Linked DNA regions of Bombyx mori: region 1 is linked to region 2. Evidence: chromatin contacts called from public Hi-C data. All regions are on one chromosome and are shown on one strand. The core of a region is the stretch at or near the end of the contact, and the rest is flanking DNA. Distances in the headings are between cores, read along the strand shown.

What was found. Hi-C and Micro-C count contacts between places; a contact is called where the count stands out from the background.
Region 1: a Hi-C map of whole pupa shows a contact between it and region 2, with 4 times the contacts expected there. The contact joins two enhancer-like sites. A contact is called at or near these places in 2 of 7 Hi-C or Micro-C datasets (middle silk gland and whole pupa).

Annotation. Positions count from the first base shown.
Region 1 is chr17:9,451,786-9,458,929 of ASM3026992v2, forward strand. LOC101738233 (sodium-independent sulfate anion transporter) reads right to left here. Exons shown (of 13, transcript XM_004932418.5): 5 at 5,512-5,592; 6 at 5,006-5,169; 7 at 162-316. Among protein-coding and RNA genes, the nearest start is that of LOC134200455, 25 kb to the right of the region's middle. Within about 2 kb of position 1,511, at least 1 of the 8 cell types and tissues checked has open chromatin away from gene starts, as enhancers often do.
Region 2 is chr17:9,406,235-9,413,074 of ASM3026992v2, forward strand. All of the region lies in intron 1 of LOC101743051 (zinc finger protein hangover), which reads left to right. Among protein-coding and RNA genes, the nearest start is that of LOC101742755, 20 kb to the left of the region's middle. Within about 2 kb of position 3,082, at least 1 of the 8 cell types and tissues checked has open chromatin away from gene starts, as enhancers often do.

The sequences.
Region 1 (7,144 bases), core at 261-2,760, 44 kb after region 2:
AAAGGCACAAGGACCTGCGACTCACTGTAGTTCGATGATACGAGAATTAGCAGCGGTACTAACTATCAATTTTTATTAAGTTTCTTTAACTTTGCATTAGATGCGACATAAATTAGCTTGTTATCGATATAAAAAATAACTTAATATAGTTGTTGACTCACCAAAAGCTTTAGCAATAGCCACATTGCCCAATACCGCTATGATAGGAACTAAAACTATGGAAGAACCGAGATCGGAGCACATTTCTATGAAGGTGACATTTTTGCCGCCGTATTCCGTGCTGAACGGCGGTAGCTTGAACGAGGGAAGGCCTTCTCTGAAAAAAAAAATCACAATTTCACCGTATAAATACTAACATAAAGGTCACCATGACTTAGGGTTCAAAGGTCGTAGCTCATACAGGCTCTCCTGCTACTACGGATTAGTGCTCTCTAAAACTTAGTACACCACACGAACACCTCGGAGTAGCAAATTGCCATCAGTTCCCGTAATACAAAACAACTTAGATTTGAAACGGACGCCACAAAATTCAATATATCACAAATAAGGGGGCACGTACATTAATCACGTGAGGCATTTTTGTAAATTTTTCGATGAATTTTCCCCCCCCCTCTCGATGAATTTTCGTAAGATTTTCCTCAATTCTCTCCCTCCGCACCTGCTTTCTCCATATTCATTCTTTTCAAAAATTCTTCTTCTTCAAAATTTATGTTTTGCCTGTAGGCATGTTGGATTATTGAGAAAAAAAAACATAACTTGTTCTATTACTTTTATTGAAGACTAGAAAAGATTAGTATTTGTGAATATTACTGTAATATAAAATCACAATCATAAAATTAAATAACGACGTTTGTCGAACACATGTCGATACAGCTGGTCGATAGTGCTTAGACGATCGAGCGATACTTTGCTGATCTGTGGGGTTCGGACGAATACGACAAGCACTATTATGTCAGATTTGGCCATTATTATTCTAGATATAAATTTTCACGCAATTTTACACGGTTTTCTGAAAGATTTTTTACGTGATATTAGCTAAGACTCCCCCTTCCATTTAAGTGAGATTTGGAAAGATTTAGCTTTCCCCCTCCTGACTTCCTCAACCCCCCTCAACACCTCACGTAATTAATGGACGCCCCCTAATGAATATCATTATTTTTCAGCTGCAGATATCTGTGTATTAATTGTAAATTTGTTGTAGATTGTACTTAATTAATTGTAAATTTGTAATTTTAAATGTTAATAATATGTATTATAATATTAACCATTTACTTGGGAAGTGTTTCTTTCCTTCTTAATTTAGTATCTTACTCTAATAGTTTATGGCGCTATTTTTTAATCTTTCCACTTGCTACTATGGCGCCACCTTCGTAGGATCCGTTTCGGCGGACACTTTTTAATACACTGAGATTCCTCCTTACTTCTATCCTCCATAACTGTACACTATTCGTTCTCATGAAGTCGGTCGTAAAAGCACACAGTTTTGATTTGTATAGTATTTTTCACAATTAATTACTATACTGTTATCTTAATTGCCGACCTAAAGCGAATGTCGAATGCGATTGCGACCTCCCGATATAAAGATTGGTTAAATGTTGATGTAATAATATATGAGTTAGTGATAAAATGTTGTGAAATTAATTCTCTCAAATATCGCGATAATCTAAAGTTTATCAGAAGGTCAAAGATCTAACCGAAATCGTATTTTCGGTGGATGTTTTTAACGGCAGAGCTGCCGAACAACAATAATAAAAAAGGCGAAAAAACAAACAATTGCCTCTGCAATTGGTTCATTTTTAATGCGGAAATTGAAACAAAAAATTAACATATCGATGGGGTAAAAGGCTATTTGGTTTAAGTGTCATTTTTGAAGCCTTACAGCCATTTAAACTTTAAAATTTGGAAAAAATATCGTAACAAAGAAACATTTTCAGCTATTTCAATGGAGTTGTTTCGGACAGTGGACTGCATCTTGTGTGGTTGGTTAGCTTCGATAAAATTTGATTTAGAAAGAAGGCTTTTTATTTCTCTTGGTACACAATACAACACACATGCTAAGTACGATCAGATATTTTGTACAACTACAAGGACTTGTTGCCACAACAGAAACAATTATATATAAAATGTTTATGATTTTCCTAATAAGCTTAACTAAAGTTCCTGGCTGGGACGTCGCCTTGGGTTCTGGAAGCGGAGGCGCTCGCTGCTGACTGTCAGTGGTGGGCTGTCCTTCGTGCCCGGGGCGTGGCGCGTCCCAGCCCCAGTGTGGTCAGAGCGCGGAGGGCCTAATCTCGGCGGTCCATGCTGGAGTCATGGTCCAAACACCTGGCTGATCTTTCGGCTGGTCGTAGGACCGTTGAGGCGATTCGCCCGGTCCTTGTGGACTGGGTGAATCGTGACAGAGGACGTCTCACTTTCCGGCTCACGCAGGTGCTCACTGGGCATGGTTGTTTCGGCAAGTTCCTGCACCGGATCACAACCGAGCCGACGGCAGAGTGCCACATTGTGGTTGCGACTTGGACACGGCAGAGCATACGCTCGCCGCCTGCCCCGCATGGGAGGGGTGGCGCCGTGTCCTCGTCGCAAAAATAGGAAACGACTTGTCGTTGCCGAGTGTTGTGGCATCGACCCTCGACGACGACGAGTCGTGGAAGGCGATGTTCGACTTCTGGGAGTGCATCATCTCGAAGAAGGAGGCGGCGGGGCGCGTGAGAGACGCACAATCCCGCCGCCGTCGAGCGGGGGCCAAGGAGGCGGATCTCGCCCAAGCCCTGGCCCTTTAAGTGTTTCCTCCTGACCAAAAAAAAAACTGAAGTTCAACTAAAAACATCGTACTTTCGATGCTAATACCAAATAAAACGCACCTTTAATTACAAACATAAATATCGCGTATTAAGTGAAATGTCGCTTAAACCAAATACCCATTCCCCACTCGATAACATTTTTCAGCTGCGAATATTTTTTGTATTGAACATTAAATTATGAGGCGTGAAAAGGTAATATTCCACTTTGTTCGTTCAATACAAACACTTTTTGAAATTCTTAATTGAAGTTGGTACGTTGTAAATTTTATTCATTATACTTGTTACAAAATGTTATCAATCCGAAAATGTATGCATACTTAAAAAAAAAATCTATTACCAATTTTAACGCGAACGCGTTCTTTTTATATCATTTCTGAGAACAATTTCAATCTATCATTATAAAAACGAAAGAGAGGTCTCTCTCAAGGTCCAACACAACGATCAGTCTGCGCTGTTCGATTATTTTTCATTACTTACAAATGCAGCTAAGCACACTGACCGACGCTTAGGGTTCACCGTCATTCATAGTATAAAAAGTGCTTGAGTACAACCAGTGCCTGATTTCGCGGATTCCTGCGACCTTGAACAGGCACGGTCTGGAGTCGCCGATATAATAAGGACGAGTAGTAGATAGCCGTGTCATCGGCGAAGGGCGCCAGATGGGTGTCTCCGGAGACAGGGGTATATCGTTGATATACAAACTGAACAGTAACGGGGAGAGGGCGGAGCCTTGCGGAACTCCGGCTGTTATGTGACAGGGGCGAGAGCGCGTTCCCTCGACTCGATATCAGAACGACGTATGTTGTTGTTCGGAGCTTGTATATATGCAAGTTTTTTTTTTTTTTATTGCTTAGATGGTTGGACGAGCTCACAGCCCACCTGGTGTTAAGTGGTTACTGGAGCCCATAGACATCCACAACGTAAATGCGCCACCGACCTTGAGATAAAAGTTCTAAGGTCTCAAGTATAGTTACAACGGCTGCCCCACCCTTCAAACCGAAACGCATTACTGCTTCACGGCAGAAATAGGCAGGGTGGTGGTACCCACCCGCGCGGACTCACAAGAGGTCCTACCACCAGTAGAGCTTATAGTAAGCTTATCTTGAAAATGTCGTAAGCGAGATTCAGGCATCTGTCAAATATCTTGTGTTGTATGATGGCTATCGCTACACACTGCTCAGGTTAGGGCAGTTGTTCGCAGTCTCCCAGGCTGAACTGCGTGAGCTTACCTACACGTTCGACAAGGCCAGTGTAACCCCTCGACGTTACCACATACTATAGGCAGGCAAAAATTATGTCTAAGCTCCGTAAATCGCATTGAGTTATAACATTACCATACCAAAGAATATTATCAATCCACTATGTCTTAGTGCATTCGCACTTAAGTTCAAAGAAAATCTTATAAACTTTATCTTCATGTTATTCTTCCTATTCGTACACTCTTGACAGAGTGGTCGCGGTCATGCATCAGTCGGATCCTGCGATACCGATGCTCTCGCGATGCGACGCCATGTGGCACGATGTTTCACAGAGTGAGAGCAAACTTTTATGTTGGAGTGAGTCACAGATTTTATGAGGTCGGTCCATCGTGTTGGAGATCGTCCGCGAGATCTTTTGCCCTCGACTTTCCCTTGCACCACCAACCGCTCAATGGAGTCCTCATTACGAGTGATGTGCCCGAAGAACTTGAGGATTCGTAATTGGAATGTTGACGATAGTCTCTCCTTGATTTTGAGCTCTTACAGGATCGAAATGTTGGTACGGTGCGCGGTCCACGGAATTCTGAGGAGACGTCTCCAACACCACATTTCCAGTGCGTCAATCTTACGACGGTCTTGCATCCTCAGCGTCCACGTCTCAGCCCCATACAGAAAGATTGGAAAGACCAGGCATCTCATTAACCGAACTTTTGTGTTTTTGGTTATTCTGCGGTCTCGGAGAGACGAGATTCTTCATGTTATAAAACTCCAATAATGTTTATTATTTGCAATTTGCTAATTATTTTTCATTCTTAAATAGAATGAGAACAAACGACGGCCGATAATTTTTTTTCTAAATCATTTTGTACCAAATACGACATTACGCTAATTAAACAAAAATGGAACGCACTCTCGTTTTTTGGATTTTTGGGTCAGAGCCGCCGATCTACCCTGCGCTAATTACGGAATGTCCTAATTCTTGTTGAAAATAAATGAACTTACTTAACTTTTCCGGTCAGCTTGAACGGAGTCAATTGATATTGTTTCAGTATAAAAGCCGCTACGGAGCACAGAACAACAATGACTGCATTTCTGGAAGTCGACAGAAGCCATAGTGTTTTCTTCAAGCCCTTTCTGCTGGGTGATAAATTTATAGCTTTTATTTTCTGAAACAAAAAAACATTAATTACTACTACATCGTTAATTCTAAATAATTTTCGGCATTCAACCGTGTCAATGGTTTTGATTTAAAACATTGTAAAAAAAATCTACTATGGCGCGTAAATAATTGAAATATTGCAGTAAGTAGGTCACTAGGCAAAAATGACATTTTTCATCCTTATTTTTAGTGTTCTAAAACAAATAATTAATTAATCACATAATCCAATACTAATACTTTTTTACTTATCATTAATATTTTATAAATATATTATATTAAGATAATTTATATAAATTTCAGTAAGTGAGAGTACAATGCATTACAGTTTAATAATTCAATATATACTTACTCTCATTAAAAGCAGAATGACTATGCACGAAATACCCAGCGTGCTGTCCTCAACTCTAGCTTTGGGTATATTTGTAATAACCTAAAAAAAAATAGAAAAAAAATCCTTTAAGATTGATGTTTTTACGTCCACTATTTTATAAATAAAGGAACTTTTTTGTGTTGAAACTATCTTGGGGATTATTCAAACGTCAACTCAGGAAAAACTTATAATGACATCTCTAGTTATTTTGTCGAGTATCAAAAATAGGAGCATATCGTATGTCGTCACAATTATTAAATCAGCGTGCGACAGAGATAACACGATATGCCACTAAACTACTATTCGACCTTAAATTTTTAATTTTAGGATTTATTTCAAGTTCGTGGAAAGTAACCTTTTTGAATGGTGGTTTGAATCGGAATAGTTCCAATCGTCCCAGTATCGGATGGTATCTTGGTACAAAAGTTCCTAATCACTACCGACAACTAGTGTAACATGTGTGCTTAGTGCGATTTTGTTAACGTTCTCGATAGCGTAAAAGTTAACTCAAATTTGAATGCAGTTGGAACAGCGCCCCTAGCGGCAAACGTACTGTAACCTGTAATCATCGTGTAATTTGAAAAACACACACATGTAATTCCAAACACGCACACAAGTCGCGCGCACGCATCGAACACGAGTCAGCGCAGTTACAATTAGTCACTTTTGTATTACAGATACACAACACTTATTCAGATATCCTTGTGGAAAACTTATAAAACCGATCATGGAGCCGTTCGAATGGTATTTGCGTAACAACGGAATTAATTAATTATTAAAGCGAATTAGAAACGGCGATTAGTATTTAATGGTCTAGTTCAGAACTTACCTACCAAAGCATTTGTTGTAGTGACGATTTGTCGAATATAATATAATTTGTATTATATTGTAGTATACATACAAATATAATTTGTATTATATTTTTAGATATTATGATATTATGATATTATGTAGATATTATGTTATATGTAGATATTATGTTTTTTAAATAATAACGAGACGGATTTTTGTTTATTTAACATGAGATGTTTGCATTTTTTCTTTACTTTACTTCTTACTTTTGTTGTTTCTATTTATTTAGGATTTTTTGCTAAGAAACGTGTCGCAAAAGAGAGTTCTTTAAAATCTTGCTGAATACTGTAGCAGAAGATAGCTATCCGAATTTATTAGTGGTAAGGTCCACATTATGAGATGAAGGGTGGGACAGGCACTATAGAAAACCATTTAATACTCCGATCTCATTTCTTAAGATGAGAGGTCCAGTCCAGTAACCTTTTTTTTCTCCTACCTATGCTGATAGCCTTGAGAGGCTGTTTCAGCTTCTCCTTGACGTGTAGGTGAGCTCTCTGGGCTCAAACCAGGAGGCGTTGCTAACACTGGCCCTAGCAAGAGCAGTGCTTCGCAGAATCTACCACCGGATCGGAAACGCGACCCACTGAGAAGATCCGGCGAGAAACTCAGTGGGCTGTGTCTATGGGTTGATTTACTCGTCGAGCCCTTCGTCGTAAGCGTCGGGTTCGGCGAAGACGGTGACCGGTGCTTGAGGTACCTAAAAGCACCGGTAATGGATCAGTAGGATCCGTAATGACGTGTTTAGAGCGACGTCGACTGT
Region 2 (6,840 bases), core at 1,832-4,331:
AATAAAACAAAACACTCTATTGTATTTGAATAGTCTGACAACACTATAATCAAATAATGTTCAGTTGATACTACACGCGTTAAACCTTCTGCGGCTACGTTAAATGTTTCTGTAATCCTACAATTATATTCTTGAATTAACTTTTAGTACGTGCCGTAAAGTTTTGATCAAGGCTTAGTACCGACCTAGAGCTTAATAATGACATGACGAATATTTGAATTGTTACTTGGAAAAACAACGGACGCCAACGGAGGTTGCTGCGGTAAATGGAATCGAGGATTCTCAGAATATTTAATCTGCATGAGGTACTGAAGACGTGCTTTATCAATATAAAAAATGAACCTACGGTACAACTCATTATCATCGACGCTCATGAAAGCCAGAAATTTCAGGGGCGCAATTAAACCGCTGCTGGCATCTAGACTTTTTATAACCTGATTTAGAAAAAAACATGTTCTTCTGTTCTGAAAACGAATAGTAGAACTTTTTGCGCTATAATTTGGGAGCCCATAGACATCTACAACGTAAATACCACCACCCACCTTGAGATATAAGTTCTAAGTTCTCAGTATAATTACAACGGCCGCCCTACCCTTCAAACTGAAACGCATTGCTGCTTCACGGCAGAAATAGGCAAGGTGGTGGTACCTACCCGGGCGGACTCACAAGAGGTTCTACCACCAATAAAGACACGAGTAAGTACACGAGTAAGCACCGTCTTGCCTATTTCTGCTGCGAAGCAATAATGCATTCGGATTTTAAGGGTACAAACGCTCTTATACAATACAACTGAGACATTGGTCTTATGTCTAAATTAAGGGGATTTCTATAGACTTTGATAACCATTGTACATACCTTGGAATGTAAGTTCGTTCACTCATTTATACAATAAAGGAGATATGGCATATAGTGATATACGAGTTGTATGATCGAATTATAGTACAATGCAATTGAGACTTTGATCTAATACAGGGGCTCCCAAACTTATTTTGTCTACTGCCCACTTTGAGAATAAATTATTTTTTAGCGCCCCCATTTTTTCACCTACTTAAAAACCACTATAGCGAGGGCTTAGTCGGTGTGTAAGAGTCCTCCTAGATGAAATTACAAATCACCTCTCAAGCTTCTACACAATGCTCCCATTTTTTTCTGGGTCTGTTAAGGCCCCCTTTTAGGCCTGTAGCGCCCACAAGGGGGCGTTATCGCCTACTTTGGGAAAGGCTGGTCTAATACGTTAAGCAGGTCTATTTGTGTTTGTAACAATGAGTAAATATAATTCAAATCAAATCGAACGAACTTCGAAACTGCAATTTTTCTCTATAAATAAATATTCGTTCCACGACGAACTTACGACAAGGTTTTTTTTAACTAAATTCTTTTTGTTCGGGTCGTTGAACCGGATCCAAGAAATAGCTTGGCCCCTTGTTACCAGGGAATTTAGCAAACGTTCGAAATTTTCAAATTAAAATGTAAATACATATATGCATAAACAATCTCGTGTAATCAAACGTGATGAACGATATGATTTTAAGATGTTTGTTTTTAATTGACTCACAACATCCTGAAGCAAAAAATATTTATATAGGTAATCATTTATCAATTAATTGGGAATGACGCGTATAATACTGTTGGAAGTTTGCACGAGCGGCTCGTTACCATCTTGCATATTTCTGTCGTCTTACAATGTTGCGTTATGGTTAGCACATCTGCTATACTGTCTCTTATAATGTTCCAACATGACTTCATACATTTGATGATGTCTATGTACTCGTGGAATATCTTAGGACAAAGTGCATAATGAACTGTAGAGTTCGTGCAATAGAAACACAATACTGGTGGTAGAAGCTCTTGTGAGTCCGCGCGGGTAGGTACCACCACCCCGCCTATTTCTGCCGTGAAGCAGTAATGCGTTTCGGTTTGAAGGGTGGGGCAACCGTTGTAACTATACTTGAGACCTTAGAACTTATATCTCAAGGTGGATGGCGCATCTACGTTGTAGATATCTATGGGCTCAGTAACCACTTAACACCAGGTGGGCTGTGAGCTCGTCCACTCATCTAAGTAATAAAAAAACAATATCGGACTAAAGTCTGACCAGCTAATAATCAGATACGGATATGGACAGGACACTCTTTAGTTACTCGCATCACTTACTCGACATTCGTCTGTAGTCTAGAGCGTAGTTATTTTGTCATTTTCAATTTCCTACTATATTTTATCGTCACTAGCCTACGAGTACCATCCCTATAGAAGGTTGATTCGTCATAATCAAAAGTCATTTGAACAAATATTCATTTTATGGTTTTAAGGGTAAAAAGATGTAGGTACAAATTGTGATATTATTTTTTTAAGTCTGATCGGGGTCGGGTCACGGACGGAAGTCCAGTCCCGACCCCGTGCTCGGCGGATTTCTACGTAGTGAGGAGAGCTTTGCCTCACTCGCCCCGCCGCCTCCTTCTGCGAGTGCACCATCTCGCAGAAGCGTAGCCTTTCAGGACTCGTCGCCGCCAAGCACCGATGCCACTACGCCAGACAGCGACCAGTCCGGTCCCATCTTTGCGACCAGAACACGGCGCTGCACCTCCCAAGCGGGGCAGACAGCGAGCGTATGCTCCGCCGTGTCCAGGTCGTATCTACAATGGTGACACCTCGTCGTCGGCTCAGCTCCTATCCGGTGCAGGTACTTCCCGAAGCATCCGTGCCTGGTCAGCATCTGCACCAGACAAAAGGTGAGGCGTCCTTTGCCACTATTCATCCAGTCATCAAAGACCGGGTAAGCCACCTCCACGGTCTGTAAGCCCCACGTGGGGTTGGCCAACCGCTTCGACCACGACCACTGCCGAGAATGGGCCTTCCTTGCCCGCAATTCACTATTGGGGAGACGCGCCACTCCCAGAGCACGAAGCTCGCTGCGCCACCGATAATCAGCGAGCGACTCCACCTCCAGCTCCCATGGTGGCGTCCCCGCCAACACACACGCCGCCTGAAGGAGACGGTGCGATATCCAGGGATGACCCTGATAGCAACGGTGTGCTGCGGCCGGCGCAGGAACCGAGCCATAGCGGCCCGGTTGCGCGGCTCAGCCCATACAGGGGCACCGTACAGGGCCATCGATCGCACCACCCCCTCGTAGAGGCGGCGCACAACCTGACCCGGCTCTCCAACATTCGGGAGCAGTCGGCTCAAAGAACCGGCCGTCCTCATCAATCGAGGGATCAGCTCCGCAAAGTGAGCACGAAAAGCCCACCGGCTGTCCAAGACGAGGTCGAGGTACCTCAACTGCACCCCAACCCCTATCCGGATGCCTCTAGCCACGATGTGGGCGTCGACAGGGGGCGCTTTCCGGGGCCCTCGAAACCCCAGAGACTCGAAGGTAGTACCTACCGTTTCGGTTTCAAAATACCAACATAACATTACTAAAAAATTAAATTTAGCAGCCTCGTAAATTCGTCTAAGCAACAACTAAAACGATTAAGCGCGGTGTGTTTTAGGACAAAAACATATTTAATAGTTTATTGGTAAAGATTGTTTAACGAATGTCGTGTGTTTGCGAGAATACACCCACACAGCTACAAGAAAATCATGTGATTCGCATAATGGCACGTAAAATAAACCAACCGGTTCGAGATACCAATAAAATTGTCTTTGGCTTACGTAATCTAGCGGACGTGAGGTTAAGCATTGTTCACAAGAATCGCTTCGAATAAATAAAGAATACAAGATTACGAAGTTTTTTATTTTGTTAATGAAATTTTTTTCTTCTTCTTCTTTATTCTTTATTGTACACACAGTTAATATTACAATAATTGCGTAAGATATAAAAAATGGCGAGCTTAACTCAACAATTGAGTTTTCTACCATTATTTATTTTCTATTTTTTTCTTTATTACGCATCTTATGATTAGCGCTCGGGAAATTCGTAGTGTTGTTGAATTTAGTAGTACCAGGGACTGTTGTTGTAGGAATATGACGGAAACATATCAGATTCGAGTAGGTACTAGCTCTTCTGTTTTTGTAAAATTGTAATCTAAGACCGTTTAAAGTTTTCAATGCGACTAGCTATTCCACAGACAGATAGCTGTAAAATGTAACTCAAAGTTGAATATAAAATTTCTATTTCAACATAACAAAAACGTCTTGCATTATGTTTAATGACGAACGAATGTAATATTCATAAACAGATTGGACATCAAATTACATATTTTAGGTAAACAACAATAAATCTTGTGTTTTCAATGATTGTGAACACTCACTAAGGACGATTGCAGCGATCTTGTAAGTCACATGACTAGGTACCTAATCGAAATCCGCCAGAATGAAATGATTCACCGAAACTCGTTTAGGAATTTGTTTTTGCATCTATTAGATACGAAATACGAAGATCCTTTGTTAGCTTTATTAATTGAGGATAAGAATGTGTACTGAAATTATGAATTTTAATTTTACGTAGGTATTGTAATTATATCCACTACAAATAATTTAACTGTGTAATAAAAATACCAAGAGGATGTTAATGATCGTTCAGGTTCTTACTAATCAATAGATAAATGTGCGTTCTCGACCTTCAAGGGTTTTGGTTGTTACTGCCGAATCATCGTAGTGGATCTTCCTACCTATCTTAAATACTGGTGGTAGGACCTCTTATGAGTCCGCACGGGCAGGTACCACCACCCTGCCTATTTCTACCGTGAAACAGCCAATGCGTTTCGGCTTGAAACGCATTGCTGATATTTTAGCCGATAGCATACTCTTTTTCTTCTTTATTTCCTATTACCCTCTGCTGGGGTGTAGGGCTCGGATCAAATCCTTCCATTTACATCGATAGCATACAGACAATGAAATATTGTTCCAATGCAGTAAAATTATAGTTCTTCGTATTCATTTTCCTCTGCGCTACTGAAAGCAGAGTTGTTTATTCAATAAGCTGCACACTTTTAATTCTGAAACTTTAAATAAGATATTCACGTGCAGTCTAAGTCTGCGGTGTTGTACTAAATACGCTATCATATTATCAAAGACACGTTTACGACTAGACAGATAACAATTGTTCGTGTCGTGAAATGTCTTTGTTTTGTTCTTATTTGTAGAAATTGCCTCGTTATTTAAATGTTTATTTGTAACAGAATATACCTGTTTGGGAATCCCATAAAGATATTATCAATTTGTTTCATATCCTGTGAAGCCGTATTACTGTTACGGAATTCCCGACAATATAAATTCTATATTATGTTGAGAGATTCAGATGTTCTAAACGAATTTCCTGTTCAATTTTCAAATCGTGTTCTAAGAATGTTGATTTTTTTGTGAGGATCCGAATTGACGGGTGTTATTAAATTGTTTATTAGGTACTTTAAAAAAAATAATACATGATTTAGTTACATGTCTTTTTAATGTTTATTTTTTGTAAGTTTTTTTGATTTTGTTAGTAAGCGTAAAGCCATCGATGTTTCTTGCAAATGTAAATAGAATTCAAAGAGAAACGGTCTCGAACAAAGCGAGCGCCCTTTACGTCAGGCTTGGTGGGGGCTCGTAAACACGTCAAGTAGTAGGCGAAAGTGATCTTCCGCAACCACACCGGGCGAAGCATGTGACTCGGCTCATGTGACCAGCGCGACCGCGACGTCTGGAGAAGGGGCGCTCCCGCCAACTGACAATGCCTTGCGAAAACGAGCACAGTACAGATTCGATGCAGTTGCGTCAATTTATTCCGTTTGTACAAAAACAAATTTTACGCCCAACAAGCTTGGTTAACGCTCGGTTACAGAGAATGTCAGAATATTTATTTTTATTTTTTATTGCTTAGATGGGTGGACGAGCTCACAGCCCACCTGATGTTAAGTGGTTACTGGAGCCCATAGACATCTACAAAGTAAATGCGCCACCCACCTTGAGATATAAGCTCTAAGGTCTCAGTATAGTTACAACGGCTGTCCCACCCTTCGAATCGAAACGCATTACTGCTTCACGGCCGAAATAGGCGGGGTGGTGGTACCTACTCGTGCGGACTCAGAGAAGTCCTACCACCAGTATAATTCATCTAGTTCATCATACTAGTTACCTCTTTACTAACATAAGGTTCTATCGTACTTTTTAGTTTGCAATACCGTATGGCTGTTAAGTGATATAGATAACAATCATTAAATTATTTCAACAATTTAATTGGAACGGCTTAAAACGTATGTTTACGAATAATTAAGATTTGGTCGCAACATTATGAACGAATTCTCATAGCGTCCAATCTGAGGATACTTTTACAATTTTTTACATTATTATTATTTATTACACTACATTTTTTACACCCCTTGTTTTAATCTTACTTTCAATCAATATTTAGTAAAGAGTCTCTTAATGTAGATCGAAGTAAGCTGACTCCAATTCAGGGATCTTTAGATCGGATATATGATATGACTATAGAAGATAACCGTAAAATCTTTCAAAATTAATTGGTAGTTGATTTACTAAATTACTCGAAACTGTGGCTACACGTAAACTAGGCTACGCGGGTTACGTTCACATTACGTAGTATTTTGTATTGCTGGCATGTGTTTTTATTGACATTATAAAAGAGATTGCACAAAGAAGACCGTGCTGGTATTCTTTGACGTCCTTTCTAAGAATTCATTACAATTAGTTCCTGTATGATATTTTTAATTAAACAAAAGTATTGCGATGTTTATTAGACCTATATATTGGAGCTTCCAAAATAACAAGACAGTGTTTTTTTTTTTTTTTTTAATAATCACACCTAAACTTTTCTATCAGCTGCCATGACGTAAGAGCAATATCAATAATTGCACTGAATTACAAGCAGCACGTTGGAATATGAATTTCTAAAAAAGC